Linked DNA regions of Mus musculus: all the other regions are linked to region 1. A link is a contact called in public Hi-C and promoter capture Hi-C data. All regions are on one chromosome and are shown on one strand. Each heading gives the region's core, a stretch centred on a gene start, on an enhancer-like site or on the middle of the called end of the contact. The rest is flanking DNA. Distances are from core to core; before and after follow the strand shown.

What was found. Promoter capture Hi-C pulls out the DNA fragments that hold promoters and counts their contacts. Hi-C and Micro-C count contacts between places; a contact is called where the count stands out from the background. Capture Hi-C pulls out chosen DNA fragments and counts their contacts.
Region 2: a contact with region 1 is called in a Hi-C map of liver, with 2.8 times the contacts expected there. The contact joins the enhancer-like site here to the promoter of Tspan12 in region 1. A contact is called at or near these places in 9 of 39 promoter capture datasets (the C10 cell line, cranial neural crest, embryonic stem cells and 5 more), 1 of 484 Hi-C or Micro-C datasets (liver), 1 of 115 datasets of contacts at active chromatin or transcription factors (forebrain) and 2 of 9 other capture datasets (adipose tissue and liver).
Region 3: a promoter capture Hi-C map of cranial neural crest shows a contact between it and region 1. The contact joins the enhancer-like site here to the promoter of Tspan12 in region 1. A contact is called at or near these places in 9 of 39 promoter capture datasets (the 3T3-L1 cell line, cranial neural crest, embryonic stem cells and 5 more), 1 of 484 Hi-C or Micro-C datasets (liver), 1 of 115 datasets of contacts at active chromatin or transcription factors (embryonic stem cells) and 2 of 9 other capture datasets (adipose tissue and liver).
Region 4: a promoter capture Hi-C map of adipose tissue shows a contact between it and region 1. The contact joins the promoter of Cped1 here to the promoter of Tspan12 in region 1. A contact is called at or near these places in 3 of 39 promoter capture datasets (the C10 cell line, frontonasal cranial neural crest and liver), 6 of 484 Hi-C or Micro-C datasets (the HL-1 cell line, embryonic fibroblasts, liver and 1 more), 3 of 115 datasets of contacts at active chromatin or transcription factors (craniofacial prominence, heart atrium and pancreatic cancer cells) and 2 of 9 other capture datasets (adipose tissue and liver).

What each region holds. Positions count from the first base shown.
Region 1 is chr6:21,850,715-21,854,023 of GRCm38.p6, forward strand. It overlaps Tspan12 (tetraspanin 12), which reads right to left and starts at 1,819. Exons shown (of 9, transcript NM_173007.4): 1 at 1,692-1,819; 2 at 1,298-1,453; 3 at 296-431. The coding sequence starts at 361. It overlaps Gm30270 (a long non-coding RNA gene), which reads left to right and starts at 1,704. Exons shown (of 2, transcript XR_377371.2): 1 at 1,704-2,012; 2 at 2,555-3,069.
Region 2 is chr6:22,043,883-22,047,191 of GRCm38.p6, forward strand. The region is part of intron 2 of Cped1 (cadherin-like and PC-esterase domain containing 1); the gene reads left to right. Among named protein-coding and RNA genes, the nearest start is that of Cped1, 60 kb to the left of the region's middle. Within about 2 kb of position 1,544, at least 10 of the 459 cell types and tissues checked have an H3K27ac peak or open chromatin away from gene starts, as enhancers often do. A contact at or near this core is called in adipose tissue and liver, where this site is marked.
Region 3 is chr6:22,018,197-22,021,505 of GRCm38.p6, forward strand. All of the region lies in intron 2 of Cped1 (cadherin-like and PC-esterase domain containing 1), which reads left to right. Among named protein-coding and RNA genes, the nearest start is that of Cped1, 34 kb to the left of the region's middle. Within about 2 kb of position 1,600, at least 46 of the 459 cell types and tissues checked have an H3K27ac peak or open chromatin away from gene starts, as enhancers often do. A contact at or near this core is called in adipose tissue, where this site is marked.
Region 4 is chr6:21,984,225-21,987,533 of GRCm38.p6, forward strand. It overlaps Cped1 (cadherin-like and PC-esterase domain containing 1), which reads left to right and starts at 1,686. Exons shown (of 22, transcript NM_001081351.1): 1 at 1,686-2,835. The coding sequence starts at 2,587.

The DNA of each region.
Region 1 (3,309 bases), core at 569-3,068:
CTGTCATAGTCTCTTATCTTCCAGTACAAGCACGTGCACTTATTTATATCCTTAGATTAGCTTCATGTTACTTGGCACTTGTATACAGGAGCGGCTTTTTTTTTTTTTCTAATTTCAGATGGAACTTGAGCTAGATCAAAGGTATTCGAAGAAGGTCAATTTTTACTTCTCTGACCAACAGAGGATGTGATCTCACGCCGTTAATTCACGCTGAGCCAATGCCCTTTGGCGCCTTATCTGGTAGTTGAGAAAACCCAATCTAGCCATCCCCACCCGCTGGGATAGTAGGACTTACCCAAAAGAGCAGGTTGAGGGCGTAGAGCAAGCAGCGCAAACACTTCACGGAATCTTCTCTGGCCATTGTGAGTCTTGGGAGGGAGAAACCCCATCCTCTCACCACATTCTACTGGTCCAGGCAGAGCCCCGGCGATCTGCAGGGGCGGGCACAGCAGAGAACTACCTTCACAAGTGAACCCCTCTGCCAGCCCTCAGCTGGGTCCCCAGGATCCCCAAGCCTAGTTTATTTCAGACGTCCTCTCATCGAAACTCATTTGTTAGAGTCTTAAAGGGAATAAAACTCCCAAAAGTCCTCACATGGCATCGGATAACACCTGCTGCCAAGAGAAAAGGTTAACTCTCTGGATGAATGTACAGTAAACTAGTTTTCCCAGGGGACCAGTGGCATGGCCCTTGAGACTTTCTTTGCTGTCTCCTGGGGGACAGCTTTGTGACTCTGGAGATGCCACAGGCTCCAGTGCTATCCCTATTCCCAAGGACGGACACACACACACATCGACCTCTCGGAGCACAGGAATGCCCTTCTCTGGGCAGCTCCTGGGCCCTACCTCCCTGCTCCCACCCCACCACCGGGTCGCACAGCTCGGGTGTGAACTCGGGAGCCACTGGGGGCGCAGCACAGAGCTGGGATCCCGCCCGGTGACTAGGGTTTCTTTGGAAGAACGTGAGAAATGCAGTTTGTCCTCCGGGAATAATGGATGAGCCTGGGGCGGGATGGCGGGGAGGAGAAATTGGGGAGTCAGGGCCGGTGCGGCAGTACCCAAGCCGGACCGGTCATCATTCACTACCACCCCCGCCCCCCCGGACGCGCAACCTCGGGGTCCCGCGTGCCGCCGCGACACTGAGGTCCCCGCCGCCCGCAGAGCACAAAGCCTGCGCGGTCAGGCAAAGTCACCGGCGGCCGCACGCCCCCGGCAGGACGCACCGCGCAGGGCAGAAGCCACTCCGGCAGGCGGCAGGGACCGCGGGCAGGAGAGATGTGGGACTTGTGGCCACTCACCGTTCGAGCTGCGCTCCTGCCGGGGAACAGTCGGGGACACACAGCAGACACTCATCCGGGCAGGGACGCTCCTCCCGGAGAGCCAAAGGGATGCATCGGCGCCAGCAGCAGACGCTTCCTTGTCTTCCTCTCTCCAACCGTCGGCGTCGCTAACTCCTGGGAAAAAGAAAAAAGAAAAAAAAAAAAAAAAAAAAAAAAAAAAAAAAAAGTCCCGGGCAGCAGACGCTGGAAAGTCTCTGCTAAGCCACCTCCCAACGCCGCTGTCCCTCCCAAGTCCTCGCCAAGTCCGGACAAGGCAGCAGCGGCAGCCAGGGCCAGCTGCACAAACTCTCAGCGCATGCTCGGCCGCTGGCTGCCGGGTTGGGTCCTAGTGGGTGTTTCTTGTCCCTCTTACCCAGAGTGACACCCCAGAGAGATTCTTCACCTCTGCGAGATAGAATGCCGGAGAGATTAAAAACCTGCAAAACTAGGAGGAGTCCTTGCAGCACACCCCTTTAAAATGGTACCGTCGTGGGAATGGAGGGTGGGTTATAAGGAAGCAGGCTTTTTATTATATGAAAATATTTGTGTTTGAGAAGGGGGGCCACCGGTGGCCCAACCCAATTCCTGCAATGAGAGACGAGTTTTCAGGACCTTTGTGGAGCCGCCTCCGGTGACTTGTCATTAATGTCCTGCCCTGTGAACCTTATTGATTTGTTGCACTCCCCGATCAAAAGTAGGTAAATAAATATATAAAATAACATTTCTTTCCCACTCTGATCTACTAACATTTGCAAAAACCATCAATGTATCTCTATACAGATTTAGCATCCAGATAGGGAAAAGATCAGGCAATTCTTTCACAAGTTTCCAAAGTTTTTAAACTTTCTCCTGATACTGTGGTGTCTTGGCAATGTTGGTGATTTAATCTGGAAAGGCACATAGGGTAGTGAATCTTTGGAAGCCGCCTTGATTTTTTTTTTTTTTTAACTAGAGATTCAGTAGGGTATCACAGGAACCACATCACAAGAATCACAAAGCATAGCTCCAAACCTATCTTCTATTTCAGAAGTAAGACATTTTCACACTTAAAAATTAAAATTGCTGGCTCATGTTGCTCCCATAAAAGATTAGGTTTTATCCCTCACAGTAGTATATGTTGCTGTGACCATTTGTTTCCTCGTCAAATAGGAAAAACAAAACAAAAAAAAAAAACAAAAAACAAAAACAAAAACAAACAAACAAACAAAAAACTCACCAAAAATTGTGTTACCTTAGATCCAAGCAACATCTTTGAGAAAAACTAATAATCGGAGTCTTCGGGGCAACATGCAGCTGTGGTCTGTATCCATCATCACCTGTCTGCTGTGTGGCCAAAGTGACAAGGAGACGTGCTCTAAATTGGTTGGTACCGAGGTCAAGACCATGAGAGTCAATATGGATGCCCAGGCCTAGGGTATTAACATTCCTCCTAAGCAAATCACTAAGACAAGTTCTAAAAAGCAAACAAGGACAGCCATCCACACAAATTGCCAAGGAAATCGTCAGTCATCCATCAGATGGCCCCCACTCCAGCAACAGAGTGGCTTCAGAAATTGTGGGAGGAGCTAAGAGAGCCGCTTTCATCCCTTGTGTTCACAGGCAAGCGCAAGGTCAGCTGCCTGCGACTGAAACAAACCACCATCCAAACTGTGTGCTGCCACACAGTTCCTGAGAGACCTAAAATTTTCTTCATACAAGGGAGGCTTTGACATTAAAAGGAAGAAATGAATGCCCATAATAAAAATAAAAACTATCTTCCATTGCTAGAAGATTGATTGGTAAATGCTTTCTGCATAATCCATAAATTCCTCGGGTTCACCTACCTGATACACACCTACATGATAAACTAGTAATACAGATGAAAGGTCTTTAAAAGTATGTTTGTCCTCCATCTTCATAGTAAATAAGAAATGAGGGACAGATTAGTAGCCTCACGTGGCCAACTCTTAGTGCAATTGGAGTCAGGCGACCATCTGGAATCCAGAAACACC
Region 2 (3,309 bases), core at 294-2,793, 190 kb after region 1:
CTAAATATTTATTATATCTTTTTCAAAAGACTAGTGTTTTTCTAAGAATTTTTCTGTTTTTTATAACAGCATTTCAAAAGCTTGGCTTTTTCATTCATATCCTCCTGTCCTCCTTTCCTCCCTCCCTCCATCTCTCCCTTCTTCCTTCCCTGTCTCCTCCCTTCCTTCCCTGCCTGCCTGCCTTTCCTTCCTACTTTTCTACTGTATATGTAGGGTGTATACATGTAAACATTTGCAGGTGAGAGTTTAATACTATGTGTCTTCCTCTGGGCTGTGAGATAGGGTCTCTTACTGACCCTAGAACTCACCAAATTGGCTGTCTAATAAGCCCCAGGGGTCTGCTGGTTTATCCTTCTTTAGCCCTTGTGATTATAGGTTGTGCTACTTTGCCTGGCTTAAATGTAGACGTTGGGGCTCCAAACTTAGTGCTTACATAGCTAGCCCTCTACTTACTCAGCCACCTCTCTCTCCCTGGGCCTCTCTTTCCCTTGCCTTTTATTTTATTTTATTTTATTTTATTTTATTTTATTTTATTTTATTTTATTTTATTTTTGCCATGCTTGAGATTGAACCCAGGGAGTACCTTAGCTTTTGACTGAGTTGTAATTTTTTTTTCTGTTGCTCACATTCACTAACTCACTCATTTATATACGTTTAACAAATATGTCACATATTCTCTTTATATTTCAGCCAGTTGATAAGCATGGAGATTATAAAACTGAATAAATAGCTGTAGTCTCTGCTCTCCTGAGCTCAAATTCAAATCAGAGGCAAAAAGTATGGGGGGAATGATGTGTGCCTGTAAACCCAGAACTTAGGAGGCTGAGGCTAAAGATCGGAGTTCAAAACCCACCAAGGTCACATAGTCTTGCCTCAAAAAACCAAATTAGTACAAACCAAACTAAGGTCAACCAACCAACAAATAAAAACAAATTGGGAAAAGCAGATAATAAACAACTATATACATAGCAGGAGGTAGTAAATGTTATGATGACAATAGAGCAGGAATAGATGTAATATTGTTTGTTTGGCTGGGGTTTTTCAGGTTGGGGTGGGGGAATTGTTTCCAGTGTATGGAGTTCTCTTTCCTTGAGAATAAAGAATTTCTGTGCAAATGGTACTAGTGTGAACAGCACTATCTCACAGTGCTCTGTACTCTGGATTATATTACTGATCCAGCATACTTTATCAGCAAGGGAAGTTATTTGTGAACCGGGAAACAATTGTTTGCTTTTTATGGCAACCTGCCCGAGGAAGATGGAAATGTTCTGAAGACAGCCTCCCTCCTTATGGTAGATGCTTGATTTCAAAAGAAAAAAAAAATTGTGTTGAAGGAATTAAAGCATACACAGTGTCTATTTAAGTGTGAATTAATAAGTGTGGGTCTTCGTAACTTCTCAAATTGTATGTGACACATCCCTCCCAGCAAACCCTGTGGTGGCGTGCTCCAGATCGTTTTGTTCAGCCATGTGCTGGCTGGGAGGAGCTGGCTGCGGAGTGTGTGTGTTTTTGTAATTTTGGGCCGGAGAGTGGGACGTGCACATCCTGTTTTGGTTTGGTTCGGTTTGGTTCTAGAACTTTACCCTATGACCTCTCTTGGCTGGTGTCACTCATAAGGCTCTGGTTTCCTTGTGATAGGGAAAGAAACAATATCAGTCACCTAAAAAGCAATCCAAGGAACCTTTTGGAAGTTTAACTTTGAAACTAGGTGGAAGCCAGGTTAGTGTTTGTAGCTTCTGAGTGCCCGTGTGATTGGAGATTAGTTCATTTCACATGGGAAGACTGAACGGAGTTCAATGCCAGAAGCATTGCCAATACTGGGTCTAGTGCTGGGTGAGGGTTGAGGGGTTTCTGAGTATACCCACTATAGTCATTCTTTCCTCCAAGTTCCCAGAGCAGAAGAGACTTCCTAAGAACTAACTAAAAAAGACCAAAGCTATATATACGGTGTGTGTGTGTGTGTGTGTGCCTGCCTACATGCATGTCTGTCCATCTGTCTATCTGTCTGTCTGTCTGTCTGTCTGTCTGTCTGTCTGTCTCTACTCCTAAAGTATGTGCAACATACTTCTAAAGTATGTTTCTAGTCCGCAGCTGTCACAAGTAAATGAAGGGGAATGTGGCATCAAAAGTTACATTTCTCTGTCGCTTCCTCATGATTTAAGAGGCCAATGGTGACAAGATCATGGCTGTTAGACCTAAGAATCTAGCACTCAAGTCCAGTAACTACATGGAAGCTGTTGGGCAAATTACCTAGTGCTTCCGTGCTTCTCAGAACATCCATATCCAGTAGATTCCATCTCTAAAGTAAAAAAAAATAATAATTGAAATCAATATTTGGAGCACATTAAGGAGCATTATGAGCACTCAGAAATTCTTACCTGTTGGGGCTGGAGAGGTGGCTCGGCAGTTAAGATGCTTGCTACTCTGGTAGAGAAGTAGAGTTTGGTCCCCAGAACCCATGTTGGGCAGTGTAGAAAGAACTGTAACTTTTGCTCCCCAGAATCCCATGCCCATTCCTTCTTCTGGCCTTTGAGGCATGCATACGTACATGCATGTGTGTGTGTGTATGTGTGTGTGTGTGTATGTGTGTGTGTGTACACTACACATACACGAACACAAATAATAATGATAGTAATGATAATAAAAGAAATCTTAGAAGAATTTTTAGATGTTTCTCTCCTTATTCATTGCTACTTATCTCAGGTACTTTTCTGTTGCTGTGATAGAACACCATGCCCAAGAGAACTTATGAGAGAAAGCATTTTACCTGGGCTCACTGTTCCAGAAGGTTAGAGTCTATGATGCAAGAGCAAAAGCATGGTGGCAGGAGCAACTGAGAGCTCACATCTTAAGCACACCGGGGAGACAGAGAGAGCACACTGGGAATGGCACAAGTCTTGTGATGCCGCAAAGTCGCTCACAGTCAAACACCTTCATCACAAGGCCACACCCCTTATTCCTTCCCAAACAGTTACACCAACTGGGAACTATGTATTTAAATGTAGGACCCTGTGGGAGCCATTCTCATTGAAACTATCCTATATATAGTCATTGCAGATTTGGACCCTAAATTCCAATTCAGTATTCTATACCATATAGAATCTACTTTTTCTTTAGGCTAGCAACTCAAGGAATCACCAAGTTCACCAAGCACTCTCTTGCCTGCTTTTTATTTTAACTCAAACCTACACTTTACTTCTCAGCTCTGTTAGCTCTACATATGGAAGAAACAAATCAAGAAAGACATTTGAAAGGCTATAATGTTTGTTCACTAAGGAAAGTCTACATTAAGCCCGTTAACACTGAGAC
Region 3 (3,309 bases), core at 350-2,849, 170 kb after region 1:
CAATGAAAAATGTTCACTTTCAATGCAAATGTGAGAACTAAAAAAAATAATCATCACAGTAGAATTTGTGGAAATGGAATGCTAAATATGGAAAGGTTGTGTGTGTCATCTATTTTCTTTTATTTTCATAAGAAAGGCAAAAGAGATAATTTGAGTGCTGTTTTCCATGGTAGCTTCCTTTGGTAGAGAATAGTCAGATGCTGGTGCCCAAATACTCTTGAAGCAAGCTACCTTCTCAGGAAGTGTGGGATTCCTTTCCTGGCTTGTGGGGATGAAAGGAAGTTGGGAAGCTGTTACTTGACCTTGTTCACCCTTCACACTTGGCTGGTGAAGGTCTTGGGATCTAGAAGCCATGGAGATCTGTCTGATGAGAAGAAAGGCGCTTTTAAGATGTTGAGAGTATTTGTAAGGCACGCTTCGGAGAATGCAACCTATTGGTCTCTGTCTTATAGGAGTGGCTTAGAAATCCAAGCCAGGGGATTAAAAATAAGAAAAAAAGGCATAAATAATAAACCATATTTACAGATACGTAAACCACAAAGGAATATGTAAGCCCTGGGATGTTGACAAGAGCTGAAAACACAGTTGGTGGCCTTTTTTGAGTTTCGCCTGGCTTAGTTCTATTACAACCGAACAAGCTAAAGTTCTGGAACATTTGGAAGTGACATCATTAAAACCTCATAAAAAATGCTTAGATAAAGAAAATGTACAAAATGACTAGCATCTCTCTTATCCCACACCGAGTGGGGTAACTGCCTAGCACTCCCGAGGCTGTGACCAGCATTCCTGATGTCATGCCAAGTGCCCTTGATGGTGCACTACTGTGGTCTAAAATCCCTATATTCCACCATGTTTTGATGCTGCCCCTGACTTAGTGTGCATACAATGTGGATCATCTGTGCATTTCACCTTCAATTCAATTTAAATTTCTCCAGCTGCAAAACAGATGGATTGCACCACCTCTTCCAGTGGATGTCTGTGGGTCAGTTTGACACAAACTAAGGAGGATTGTTTTGCAGCTTCCAAGTAGGATGAAAGTGCAAAGGCAGCTCGAAGCAATAGAATCTGGCAGCCCGAGTTGCTGTGGGGCCTGATGACCAGGGATAACTGTGTAATGTCACCAGCATTCATCACGTGGGAGCTGACTCAATTCCCCTTCCCACAGTCCCCAGCTTTAAACGCATCTTCTCAGCTTATCTTTGCATTCCTTTCCTCTGTTGCCCATTGCCACCAGCAATAGGATCAATTTCGCGCAATATGTGAAGTATGAAAATTGATTCTGGTTTTAAATTTTGTTTCCACTCTGGAACACCGTGCAGAGAATACCTGAAGTAAAATGACCCCGTGATTCTAATCTGACATATATGGTGTGTGGGATTAAAAAGGAAATGACAACTTATTTTATTCGAATCCCAATTTAACCTATAAGCTGTAATTGAATTGCACATATGACACACTCCACAGAAATGCGTCTTCAGAACGTGATTCTTGAGTTTCTTTGGCTGGGACACATTTTCTGCCTCATTATTTTACCTCCTGCTCATGAGCAGAACAGGAAGTTGTACTGATTGTGTGTGTGTGTGTGTGTGTGAGCTCAGGCCCCGAGGCTGAGCTGCTGGGACGAGGAGAGGACGCTGAAGAACCTGGAGCACAGCCCCGTCCTGCATGCCCTTTACTCTGCTTTTGCACTTCCTTCCTGGGACTAACCCGCAGTCTGAAAATAGGACGTTAAAACCTAAGTATGCCCAGGCAGTGGAGGGCACAGCAGCAGGCTGATGTGTTCATAGAGTGCGTGTGTGGACCAAGGGACATAAGTGCGAGGCCTATTTTCTTGTTTTGAAAAAAAAAAAAAAAAGGCATGCTGCTTCTCCCTGCTCTTCTCTCCTGCCCTGACTTCGCCCTGACCACTCTGCTGACCTCTCTTTTTATGCCATCATTGAAGGAAACGCTGACCTTTTTCCAGCTTAGTGCCACTTTTAAAAGCCTTTACAGGATGATAAACAATAATAAAAGTTAGGAAAAAATATATAAAAGGGTCATAGGCCAGCCAGCCAGACAACATTTTACTCTTAGATGTAATCTGTACCGGCATCGTAACTTTGAGTTGTTTGTTTGTTTTCATTTTCGTTGTATTTTATGTGCGCAGGTGCTTTGCCTGTATATAAGACCGTGTACTGCTTGTGTGACTGTTGCCCTGATAGGCTAGAACATGTGTCAGATCCCCTGGAACTAGAGTTACACACAGTTGTGAGCTTCATATGTGTGCTGGGAATAGAACCCTAATCCTCACCAATAGCAGCCAGTATTCTTAACCACCGAGCCACCTCTCTTGCCCCTGGGCTTTGTATTTTATTTCTTTCTTTATATATATTTTTAAATTCTATTAAATAAACACCATGTAAAGGAAGAAGTTAGCCATACCAGGTCATAAACTAGGATATGAACATTATAGATTAGATTCTCCTTCCATAGCGGTTAATTCCATTCTTGGGACATACAAGAAATTGATGAGTCCCTTGGGAAATAATATAAGCTGGGACTATAGGAGTCATTTCAGCTCTGGATCTCTGTTAATGGTATTTGTAATATGTACTTCTAAGTAGCATGTGAATGAGCTTAGTCACTTTCTCCATCCCTGTTTGAGAAGAAGCAAATACAGCCCCGCCTACATTTTATCTCGTTCACACTTCTAGGATGAGGCTTGAATTGTGTATGCTAAGAACACACATGTGATTCTTACATGCAGACAGGCTGGGGATGCTGATCTAAGGGATAGACGGTGGGCTCAAGGAGCTACAGTTCTCAGGATTAGATTTTAGAAAGAAAAAATACACAAACCCCTGCTTGCTGCCGTGCCGCTGTATTGATTATAATTTAACAGTGTAGGTGTTCACAGTCATCATTTAATCTTTACACTGGCTTTGAGAACAGTACAAGGAAAATCATCCTTTTAGAGCTAGGTCTATAAAATGTCACAGATTGAAAACATACTTTCATGGCCTTTCCAATCCCTTGCTTTTGAAAAATAGACCATATGCCCTTGCATTCTGGGGAACATATAATTCTCTAAGGAAAAGATACTCTCTCTCCCGCCACTCGGGTGCTATTTAATAAATCAGTAAGTTAGTGCATCAGGGCCTAAAAGAGGGTAGATATTTTATATAAAACATAGAAGTTTATAAAAAAAATAGTAGAAGTCTAAATAAAATAAACTGCCCCAGGAGACTCCGACTCTGGGTTGTTTTTATAGTGGATCAGAATTATTCCTGTGTGCTTGAAGAGTTTTCAAAACATTGTGCGCTTTCATAG
Region 4 (3,309 bases), core at 436-2,935, 130 kb after region 1:
AAAAGAAAGCTACAATGTTGTGTAAACTTTTTCTCTTCTGTTGCGTTTCCCTTCTCCCAACCTAAAGGCAATTCTAGTTAGCATCCAATTTACTCTTCTGTAATCTGACTCAGTGACTTAATAATTCCTCCCTCCAAAAAAAGGATTCTTCCTTCCTCAAAACTTGATTTTTTTTTCATAATTCTAGGGTTAATAATTAACAACTACCTATACTGCTCATAACACCCAGTAAACAGCTTTACCATACTCTGGGTCTTATTAACATAGAAACCATTCCAGTTTAGAGGTCTAGTAATTCCTATTGGCCTTCAAAATATATTACATCCACACAAAACCTGTGGCATGCAGCAGTGATGCTCTTTCAATGTCTATATGTGAAAACCAGGTTAATTTTCTCCCATTCCCTTATTTGTCATGGTATTGAAGACTGAATTTATATATTAAATAGTAGTAAAACATTTTATAGACTATATGTAAATAGACTGAGGTAAGTTATTGTTTATTCTATATTGACCTAATTAATTTGTTTTTAAGGTGCAAACTTTCCTTTTCTCTTCTCTTCTTCTTTTTTTGTTTTTTTATTCTGTTCTTTTCTTTTTTATTTTTTCTTTTGTTTTTTTTTCTTTTCTTTTTTGTCCCTCTTCTCTTCTTCCTCCTTTTCCTTCTCTGTCTCTCTGTCTGTGTCTCTGTCTCTGTCTCTCTCTGTGTCTGTCTCTCTCTGTGTCTGTCTCTGTCTCTCTCTGTGTCTGTGTCTCTCCCTCTCCCTCCCCCTCCTCTCTCTCTGCTCATCTATCCCAAGCTGACTCAAGTTTCTTACTAGCAAGAGATGTCCATTTTCTGAATCTTTTGTAGCTGTGAACCTCTAGGGGGCGCTCTTTCTCACAAAATATTAGAGTGTAATCTCTGAGTCTGGAATGGGTTTACTCTAGGGGTGTGGCCTCAAGGGAGAACATCTGCCTATAAGAAGTTTGGTTAGACCTAAAGTATAGAAACCATCTAGGTATTTGAAGAATGTCCCCGTGAGCTTAAACTAGTCGTTCCTAGAGCTGCCAAAGCAAGAACCTGGAGGTTCTCTTCGGTGGTCCCTCATCCTGCTGAGCCAAAAGTGATGCCCGTGAGAGGGTTGGTATGGAATTAAAAAGCCTGCTGGGTACTCCTTTCTCCTGGGCAAAAGTTAGAACTTCAATACCTACTACAGTCAGTTCATTTGAAGAGCTAGGCATCAGACTATTTGCCTCGGAGAACCACAGAGCGGTAATAACGGCGGAAGGACTCTGTTGGAATGGAGAGGGGACTTTTAGTTACACGGAATGTTTCCTCTTCAGTGGTCCAGACTGTCCGGATGACTCTCTTGTCCTCTTAGGCGAGACCACAATTCCCTGGAGTGATAAGCCTCCCGGTTAGCTCAGAGTCGGCCTTCATCTCTTCCTCGACCTTTAGCATCTATTGACTAGAAGCCATTTGTTATTCTGTATTAGGAAAACGCAGTGACACAGAGGATCAGAGATCAAGTATATTTCTAATTCTGCGGGTCTGGATAGGTAGCCACGTTCCAAGTTGGGATATGGGTGCCAACTGCTGTTCCCATGCACATTAGTAGCCTACCCTTTGCTGGGGCAGAAACTTATAACGCGGCTCGGACAGCCCCCAAGGCCAGAAAAAGCCTTAGTTTAGCTCCGCCCCGCTCGGCCTGGGTGGCAGCGATGGCCCAGGTCCTCCGGCTCTCGGCCCTGTGTGCAGCTGGCACGCGCGTGTCTCCGCGAGTCTGCGCGTGTCTGTCCGTGCGTGAGAGTGAGATGAAGCGGAGTCCTACGCCTGGGTGTTTCCTTCCAAGTGATTTTGATCAGCAATCCATTAGGGGATCATGAAAAAAAAAAAATCTGGCTAAAAGGATGAAAACTGAGTAAGTACACAGAACTTTGAACTTGAAACGGAATGAGACCAAACGCAAGCAAAGCCCTGACAGTAACCACATACAGCCAAACTGCTATCCCCCTTTTTTATGTTAAAAGCCGTGAATGCTAGCAGCAAAGTGGCAATTTAAAACTGAACGAAAGGAAGCAGCAGTTCTACAACATAAAAGGCTGGGAGCGGGATGGCTTTAAAACCGGAGGGAAAATGAGAAACTGCTAGGACAACCTGGCCGGCGCCCAGCTGTGCAACAGGCACTTCGCGTTAAATCGACTGCGTCTTCGGCTGGTTTCTGCCTCCAGACCCGCTTTACGGTGCTTTCTTTTTGCCCCAAAAGAGGAGACAAGCTGAACTCCTGACTTTAAGAATGTTGTGGAAGTAAGGCATTACCGGAAGGAACTCTTGGTAGCTGGGGATGCATTCGGATGATTTCTTATAACTATCTTTATTTTGACATCTTAAAAAAAAATCTGGCCAGTCACTTCTTACTGTCCTTCATTTAAGGGCTATTAACCACCTCTGACCGCTGGGTCCTATGAATCTTTGGCATGAACCTTCGGAAAGTTTTCAAGCGGAGATGGGGCGAACTTGATTGGAATTGTGTAAAAAGAAGACAGATGTGTGTTTTTTTCACACTGACAACGTGGCCAGGGGCCAAGTGATCCTGGACTGGTCATGGTCTGTCGACCCGGGTTCCTTTGTCGCCGGCGATTTTGCCCCCGACCTTTCCTGGTGGGTTTGGTGGTGGCGATCTGTCTCTTTTACCAGACCCTGACACTCCGAGGGACTAAGAAGATTGCAGCGGACGTCTCTGGCACTGTCCCACACACACCCTCTCAAACTCAGGCTAGCAGATGTGAAGAAGGATACCGGCAGGACAAACAATGCTTCCTTCTCTCTGCGAGTACCCAGGAAACCAGGAAGGTAAGTCTGAGTTGAGTTTATCCTGGGCGTCTGTGGTCGGCCTCTCTCTCCTTTCTGCAAAACTAAAATTAACTTCCATGTGGTCCGAATGGGAGCCAGAGTGAAAACAGTGCGGAGTGACCCGGTGACTGGGAGAGGTATTACATAAGCTGCCAAACTTCCTAAACCTACTTAAAGAGTTCTGCCCTTTATCCTTTAGAGGCTACCTTCATTGCAGTGAGGGAAAATCGCTTTTAAGATGTTAGAAGTCTACGAGAGCTGAGGATTTACACATCAGAAACAAAAGTCAGTTTTAAAATCTGAAAGAAAGAAAGAAAGAAAGAAAGAAAGAAAGAAAGAAAGAAAAAAGTCCGTATCTCTTTCTTAAATCCAAGAGAATGAATGATAAGACTCCCAAATTCAAGGATTCCTCCAGAGTTCCATGTCAAGACCTGCTAAGTTGATTCTGAGTTGGTGACTATGTTTCCAAACTAA